3 separate regions of the Mus musculus genome follow, and regions 1 and 3 are each linked to region 2. The links are chromatin contacts, called in public promoter capture Hi-C maps. All regions are on one chromosome and are shown on one strand. The core of a region is the stretch at or near the end of the contact, and the rest is flanking DNA. Distances in the headings are between cores, read along the strand shown.

Region 1 (2,700 bases), core at 105-2,604, 860 kb after region 2:
GTTGTGACAAGGAGCTGGATAGTTTTATGTCAACTTAGCACAAGCTAAAATCATCTGAGATGAGGAAATCTCAGTTAAGAAAATGCCACCATAAGATCTGATAACAGGGAAGTTTCTTATTTAGTGATTGATGGGGGAGGACCCAGTCCACTGTGGGTGGCGCCATCTGGGCTGATGGTCCTGAGCATTATAAGAAAGCAGGATGAGTAAGCCAGTAAGCAGCCCCTTCCATAGCCATCGATTCCATCAGCCTACCCTGTGTGAGTTCCTTTCCTGACTTCTTTGACAATGAGCAATGATATGAAAATGTAAGTCAAATAAGCCCTTTCCTACCCAACATACCTTTTGGCTATAGTGCTTCATTGAGGCAATAGAAATCCTAAGAATCTTACAATAAAATTTTGTTTCCTTTACAAAAACACTTATGAGAGGCTTAGAGACATGGCTCAGCGGTTAAGAGCTCTCTCTGTTCTTGCAGTGGACAGGGGTTCTCAGTATCCACAGGACAGCTCACAACTGTCCTTAGGGATCTGATGCTCTCCTCTGGCCTCTGAGAGCACCAGGCTCCCTTGTGGTACATAGACATGCATACAGGTTAACACTCATATACACAAAAAATAAACAAAGAATTCATAAACTTATGAATGGGAGGACTGGGAAAAAAAACCTATATAAGAATGTTCACCACTGCATTCCTAATAGCTTCAAATTGTAATAACCCAAAAGGATAAACTGTGGAATAATATTCGTGGCACACAAAGTAACAGTGATAACAAGCCTCTCTCCCTCTGTCCCCCTCTTCCGAAGCTTCCCCCTTCTCCCCCTGTCCCTGCTCCCTTTTATTTGACCTTTTGGTTCTTAAGGTTCAAGCAGAAGGAAATGAAGTTAGTAGAGGTAAAAAAATTCGTCCACCTAAATCCTAAAACAGCTCCTAAACAAAAACAAGTTGGCTCCTGAATGAGATTTTCAGCAGGTAAGCATACATCCCACACTGATTAGCAGCGTGTTGTGGTGTAGTGCTCGCAGGAACCTGCCTGAGATGTAAACTTCAAAAGGAAAAGAGCCACAGACGAGATTATGTTCCTAAGCAGTCCCTTTGTCTTTCAAACGAAACCAACTTAATTAGACTTTTGCTTAGTGCAAAAGGAAATTGTCAGTTTGAAACTGTAGGTTTTGATATTAGGTCACTGGCCAGTGTCTAGAACTAAGAGTTCCTGTCAACACAAAGACTGGCAACCTCCTTCCATTTCCTAACAGCCAGGCTAAGAGTCCTCAGTGTAAAGGCAGGGACCCAAAATGCCATGGCGCATGCGTACTGAGCCAAGGGGCCCACTTCTCTCCCAGGCCCCGCCCTCTGAGCGGCGCCCCTCCCCCTGAACGTGGTGGCAGGTCCTACCGCTGTGTCACTATGGAAACGACTACTGCTTTCTTACCCTGGTCATAAGCAGGATGGCGGCTGGGGAGCCACGGGATGGAGGCGGCTACTACTTCAGATTCCTGCCTCATAGAACCTTCTCGTCGCTGAGCGCCCGGGAGATCACCAGCCGCCTCCGCCAGTGGTGAGGGCCGAGGGGCGGAAGTGGCCATGCGGCGGGCTCAGGTCGGTGGGCTGGGGCCGTGGCACCGCGCTCGTGTCCTGGGGTTCTCTCCCTGTTCGTGTTCGTGTCCGTGCTCCGGGACTCGGCTCTGCGCTCCCTCAACTCCGGCCAGGGCCCGCTGACTCTTCCCCCTCTGCTAGGTCCATGCTGGGCAGAATCCAGGCGCAGGCGTTCAGCTTCGACCAGACGTTCCAGCCCTACCAAAAGGATGATTTTGTCATGGTTGGTATTGGGGAAAGGGGGAGGGGGGGGCGCTCTTTTGGATGTTCTTGGGAACACTCCATGACATGTTCTTAGACTTTGGGAGTAATAAAAAGTGCAGGTTGGGTTTTCTTTTGTTTTGTTTCTTAGGGGGCTTTTTGACAGAGCGACTCATTCTGTAGACCAGACTAGCCTGGCATTCACTGGGATCCTCTTGCCCCTGCCACCCAAGTGCCACCATAACCACCTTGCCAATGTCTTTTACCTACCTTCGGAATTCTGCCTTAGATAACTTTACAAGTCTGTAGTTATTTTAGACAGTGTCACTGTGTAATTCACGATGGCCTCAACTCGTATCAGTCAGTCATCCTGCTTCCGAATCCCAGTTCAGAAATACAGGCATGTGTTACCGATGTTGACTGAAAATTCAATGGGACTTTTTTTTTTTTAACAATCACATCTTGTTTTTAAATACTACTACGTGGACTTTATTAGTCTTAACTCCAAATACTTTTGGTTTCTGAAAATCAAATTCACCCTGAGAAGTGGGCATCAAGCTGTAACAGTAGTACCCAAACAGGATTTCCTCCCAAAGGTTTTGAGCAATGGCCTGTTTGAAAAAAACCTTTAGCTAGAAGGGAATTCTTTAAAGAAGGCAAAGTTCATTCAAAGGTGTGAGATTTTTATGTGCATCTTAAAACCGAGCCCCATTTTGAAATGTTGCCTCCTACCCAACAGTAGGTAAAGTGTTCAGTTTTGTGAAGTGACCGTCATTCCTTGCCATTCCTCTGAGCATTGACTTTATAGCTGACATGTAATCTATTCACTCTGTCACTTTCTAAAGGCCCACTGTGTGCTAGGAATATAGCTTCCTCAATAGCCAGAGATAGAGACCTTGGAA
Region 2 (2,700 bases), core at 163-2,662:
GGCCGCGTTGGCTGCGACTCCTCCTCCGCTGCCGGTGCCTTCCAGTGCTCGAGGTTTGCTCTTTAGAAGCGGAGCTGCAGAGCCCTCGGTCTCCAGGCCACTGTCCTCTTCCACCTCCCCTGCAGCTGGCTGCGGGGACGGCTTCACCCCTGCCCCGGGCCAGTGAGCACTCCCCGAGGTAGGGAGCAACAGCTGCCTGGGTGGTGACAGTCCTTTGGGCAGCACCTTCTGTCCTGCTCCTGTCCCGGAGCTGTCGCCAGCCTTGATCTCTGGCCGACTCATGAGCGGGGACAACAACCCTTTGGTAGCAGGGACACTGCGGGGGTCTTCTGGAAGCTCTGGCCCAAAGAGACACCAGGAAGTGATGGCCTCGCAGGCTGGAGGGCTGGCGTGACTCTGTTCGGTCCCGGAGGGAGTCAACAACGAGTCTAAGACACTGTCTAAGAGTCTGCTGTCCTTCTCCGGGGCTCTGGAATTTCTGCCTCCTTCCCTATGAGTGGCTTCTACCCCAGAGAAAGCTCCCTCCACGTCGGACAGCGACTGCTGGTCCCCTGTCTTTCCGTCTGGGAGCTCGGGACCCCGGCAGGACCGAGGAAAAAGCAGCCCGTCCAGGGAGATCGGTATAGGCGAGACTACAGACGACACGTCCGAGTGCTGGCTCCCTTGGAAGGGACCTGAGTCCAAGCGTGCAAGCAAGGGGGACCCGATGTGTGGGGGGGAGGGCGAAGCGCCAGACGTGTGGAGAACCTGCGGATCCTTTGCCTGCAGCTCAGTCATGACGACCCAAGCTCCCCTTTTCTCCTCCCCTGTCTCCTGGGAGGAGGGAAAAGGGAAGGAGGAGGGGGTGCCGGTGATATAGGGGCAGAGGGAGGAGGAAGTGGGTGTAGAGTCGCAGGACCCGTGGGATCTCCACCTCCTGGTTGGGAGGGGCGGTCTTGGTCAGCTCCTGTCCTTACCCTCCACCCAGACGCAGAGGAAGGGTGGTAGTCGCGCTGTCCCGGTCGCGGTGGGGTGAGGACAGGAAGAAGTAGCTGGAGCAAGCTGGTCTGGTCTGAGAACTGGGAGTTATTCGAGAGACTTTTTTTCGTGTTTCTTCTTGAATGGGAGACCCGGAACTGGTGTGGCCGGTGCTGAAAAAAAGGACTCCCGCTATCTCCGGACTTCTTATGTTTGTTGAAACCTAGACATCCTAGGAAGTTTGCTTTACAGTCCTCACCAAAAACCTGGGGCTAAGACGTAGCCCATTCTTACTCGTTCTCCTGCAGCGACAGTCTCTATGGCTCCCTAGGTTCTCTACAATCCCAGCGAGTTCTGGTTGCAGGTTGCTCTAGTAAAGCTAAGAGAAGTTAGCAGAATGTCAGAATCCTCGCACCCGTAAATACTACAAAGACTGATAGTGACAGTCTAGACTGGCTCCATAGCTTTCTAGCAAGCGTTGGCGCTCTAGGAAGGCCCGCCCAAAGCCCCTCCCTAGCCAATCACTGGCTAGATCTAAATCTCTGGCGTTGGAATTCCAGCTACTCACTAGTCTGATTCCACCTGGAATATCAGATGCTTTGAGAAGAAATCTAAACATATCAGAATTTGTACTGAATTAAGAAGCATGCCAGCCCCACCCTATAAAAAGCAAAGTTGTTGTAAAGATTTCAGGATTTGAAAATATTTGTAAATATTCAACACAGACAGTGACATATCGTGACATTTTATTTTTTGTATAAAAGGTATAAAATGATCTCAAGTATTTTCATTTTATTACGTGTATATGTCTCTGGGAGTGTATGTTACATGGTTATATAGTTGCTCAGACGTCAGCAGAGAGGGTGAGAGCCCTCAGAGGTGAAGTTGCAGGTGCTCTGATATAGGTGCTGAGGTCCTAACTGGGGTTCTCTGCAGGAGCAGCAAGTGCTCTGTGTGTATATGTGTGAGTGCTTGCATGTGTCGCGTGCATATGGTAGTCTAAGACTAGCCCCAAAGAGTGGATTTCCTCCTTGAACCATGCAGATTCTGGAGATAGAACTCATCCTGAGTTTGACACTGAACAACCTTACTGGCTGCCTGTCCAGCCTTCCTCTAACACGCTCAAACTATTCTTGTGACAAGTGGGCCACCAATGTGACTTAGCAGTTAAGGATGGAAGACAGTTGGTAACACATCGCTGCCTGTATGGGGAGTTTGGACATTGAGTGTCATATTCTGTTTGTTCTGATTTTCATGAGGTTCTCTTCAGTCCTTACTAAATATCTACATCACATATTAAGTTTTCCACTGGGAAAGCTAAATGGCATTTTCTCCCCTCTATGTTTCTCTACTCTTAGAATAATTACCATTGAGCTTTAAGAATAAATCACCTTTAAAGTCATGAGAACACTGTGGAGGGGAGAGAGTAATATGATTTATTTTATACACCGTCATAAGCTGTCCACTCTCAAGCCCAGTCAGTGGATGCCGTGACACATCGCTATTCAAAAGTGAGTTAGTCGTTTGGGAAATGCCTTTGAGTGTTTCCAGGCCATTTTAATGCTGAAGCCTGCAGTTATTCTCAGCCAGGTCTAGAAGATTTGTGAAAGGCTCCAAAACTGCAGAGATGGCAGAGCTGCTGGAGGCAAGGTGCCTAGATGTCAATCACCAGGGAGGTGCTACATAGTCGTGAATTGCTGCTGTTACACTGGACCATTGGGCTTGGGTGTGGACTATTCCAGC
Region 3 (2,700 bases), core at 87-2,586, 900 kb after region 2:
GACCTCTGTGGAACCAAGGCAAAGACATAAACTCAGGCAAAACACCCAATACAAAATAATTAACTTAAAAAACACGAACAGATTTTTATCATTTTTGGAGTGATTCCAGATAGGCTCCTGATAGATAAAAGACTGACACACAGAGAATCAGGGGCTAAGGTAATCTCCATTGAGGTTCATTTCTTAGTCTACCCTGCATTGTTTACCCTTGTACTAAACACAAGAGGAAAACCCACAATGCTCCATGAGGTTAAACAGTGACTTATGTTTTGAGTTGAAGTTCCCAAAGAAATGTCAAGTTTTGGTGTTAAAAAATTGACTTTTCACTTAAAAAAAAAAAAAGTTTGCTGAGCAAGGTGCCCCACATTTGTTATTTGAGCCCTTTATAGGCTGAGGTAGGGGGAGCAGAAATTTTAAGCTAGCCTCAGTTATGTAGTGAATTGGAGGAAAGCCTTAGCTACATAGGAACCTGACTCAAAACAGCAAAATAGGGTAGTCAACATGAGATGGATGGTTCAGGGTACCTGAGCTCGATTTCTGGGACCCACAACCAAGAAGAAAACAGATCCCACAAATGGTCCTCTGACCTTCACCTGTGCTCACTTGTACATAATTAGAAACACAAAAAGGAAGAAAAAGGAAGGAGAGGGAGAAAGGGGGAGCGGAAGGAAGGAAGAAAGAAAAGAAAAAAAAGAAAAAAGAAAAGAAAAAGGACGAACCTATGAACCTACAAAAACCGGGCTAGCAGAGGCCCTGGCTTGGAATCCTAGCTGTCTGTGGAAGCTGTGGCACAAAGAGTTGGAGGATATCCTTGACTACAGAGTAAAGCCTGTTTAAAACAAAATTTAAAAAGTAATACTGTTTCCTTTTGTAAGGTACTCCCAGTGCAACTCCTGGTTTCCAAGCTTCACTTTGAAATCATTTGCACCCGCCCTCAAGTGTTTTGTTGTTTCTTCTTCAAACTTGGTGGTAAATGGAATCAATGTTAAAACGCGGACCGGATTAACCTTAGTGCGGGTGAACAGTGTGGCCTTTGCATCCACCCTACCAAGCCGGTTGTCCCGATTCCTCGCGGCCTTGGCGTTGCGCGCGGGTCCGGCAGGATCTGCGCCCGCAGCCGAGCGGCTCGGGGCCGGCCGGTGGGTGCGCACGCAGCGCGGTCGCCCCCGGGTCACGTGCGGCCGGGAGTCTGCAGGAATGTAGCGACGCGCAGGGAAAGTTTCCCCGGGGGCCGCGGGCCGCGGATTCGGTGCGGGCGGGCGCGCAGAGGAAGGAAGAGCGTCGAGGAGGCGGAGCCCGCGAGGCGCGCGGGCGGGCGCTCCTCGCAACTTTTTAGTTTGGGCGTCTGGAGCCAAAGTTTCTGTCTCAGTTGGGACGCCGCCGCGGCCGGGGGCAAAGAAAGGGAGGAAGGAAGGAGCTCGCGGAGGGGAGGGGAGGAGAGGGGAGGCGGCCTCGGGCAAGGAGTGCAGGGCGATGCGGGCGCGCGTCGCAGCCCCCCGAACCTGAGCGCAGTGCCCCGAGCGTCGAACGAGGCCGCAGCCATGGAGCCCGCGCAACAGCCGCCGCCCCAGCCGGCCCCGCAAGGCCCCGCGCCGCCGTCCGTGTCTCCGGCCGGGACCCCCGCGGCCCCGCCCGCACCCCCGGCCGGCCACCAGGTCGTGCACGTCCGCGGGGACTCGGAGACCGACTTGGAGGCGCTCTTCAATGCCGTCATGAACCCCAAGACGGCCAACGTGCCTCAGACCGTGCCCATGCGGCTTCGCAAGCTGCCCGACTCCTTCTTCAAGCCGCCTGAGCCCAAGTCCCACTCGCGACAGGTAAGGGTATCCCGGGGGCGCGGGGCCGCGTGGGGGTGCGGTGCTGGGGGTTGTTTTCGCGGAGTTGGCCGCAGGGGGGGTGCACAATGCGCGCGCCTCCGCTCCGCACCTTCGCTCTGACGAGGGGGAGGGGAGGAGGGGGAGGGGGCCGGCGTCTTGTGCGGGACCCCAGCCGGGGGTACCCGATCTCCCCTTCCCGCGCCACTGCAGTCTCCGGTGGAGCTGTGTTAACTGCCCTCTTGTTTTCGCGTGCCGGTGAGGGGTGGGGGTTGAACTGGTCCATTGAGTTTCTGGTTCCTTCTCCCGGTCCCCTCCCCCTCCCTCTCCCGAAAGCTTTTCTGTTCTCGCGGCCCAGGCGCTCTCCGGATGCAGGGTTCGGGCTCCCCAGCCCGAGCGAAGCTCCCTCGACCCCCCACTCGCCTCCGCCGTGCCCTGGAACTCGCGCGGGCGGGATCCTTTCACACTCGGTGGGCTCACGTGTCCTTTTCCTAAATCGTAACCTATTATTTACTGTTCGGCCCGAAAGCTTTTAAATGAGCCACGTCTGTGTGTTGCGCAGGAGCTCGGCTGCGCTCACGGTGCAGAGGTTTCTGCGCCGGCCTTTGATAGCGCGTTGCAGGTTGACTCATAGGCCGAGTTCTGCCCGGCTCAACTGTGATTAAAGGTAATGTTTGGGAAGCAATGACTAATTCCAAGCTCGCCATTGCTCTTTAACTGACTGCGGATGTGAACATGGCTGCTTATCCGTATCCACGACGCCTGGTTATTTTCCCAACTGGATCCAGCACAGAAGTGAAACCGTTTCAAAGTATTAACATTCCGATAGGTCCTGGTAGATTTCTTTAGTGTCGCTCCCCCCGCTTTTAATTACTTAATTTTTAAA

What was found. Promoter capture Hi-C pulls out the DNA fragments that hold promoters and counts their contacts.
Region 1: a promoter capture Hi-C map of hippocampal neurons shows a contact between it and region 2, with 4 times the contacts expected there. The contact joins the promoter of Cfap300 here to the promoter of Pgr in region 2.
Region 3: a promoter capture Hi-C map of hippocampal neurons shows a contact between it and region 2, with 4 times the contacts expected there. The contact joins the promoter of Yap1 here to the promoter of Pgr in region 2. A contact is called at or near these places in 1 of 39 promoter capture datasets (hippocampal neurons), 1 of 484 Hi-C or Micro-C datasets (embryonic stem cells) and 1 of 115 datasets of contacts at active chromatin or transcription factors (embryonic stem cells).

The regions. Positions count from the first base shown.
Region 1 is chr9:8,041,529-8,044,228 of GRCm38.p6, reverse strand. It overlaps Cfap300 (cilia and flagella associated protein 300), which reads left to right and starts at 1,354. Exons shown (of 7, transcript NM_199017.3): 1 at 1,354-1,559; 2 at 1,739-1,820. The coding sequence starts at 1,450.
Region 2 is chr9:8,898,545-8,901,244 of GRCm38.p6, reverse strand. It overlaps Pgr (progesterone receptor), which reads right to left and starts at 1,412. Exons shown (of 8, transcript NM_008829.2): 1 at 1-1,412. The coding sequence starts at 777.
Region 3 is chr9:8,003,232-8,005,931 of GRCm38.p6, reverse strand. It overlaps Yap1 (yes-associated protein 1), which reads left to right and starts at 1,336. Exons shown (of 9, transcript NM_001171147.1): 1 at 1,336-1,817. The coding sequence starts at 1,542.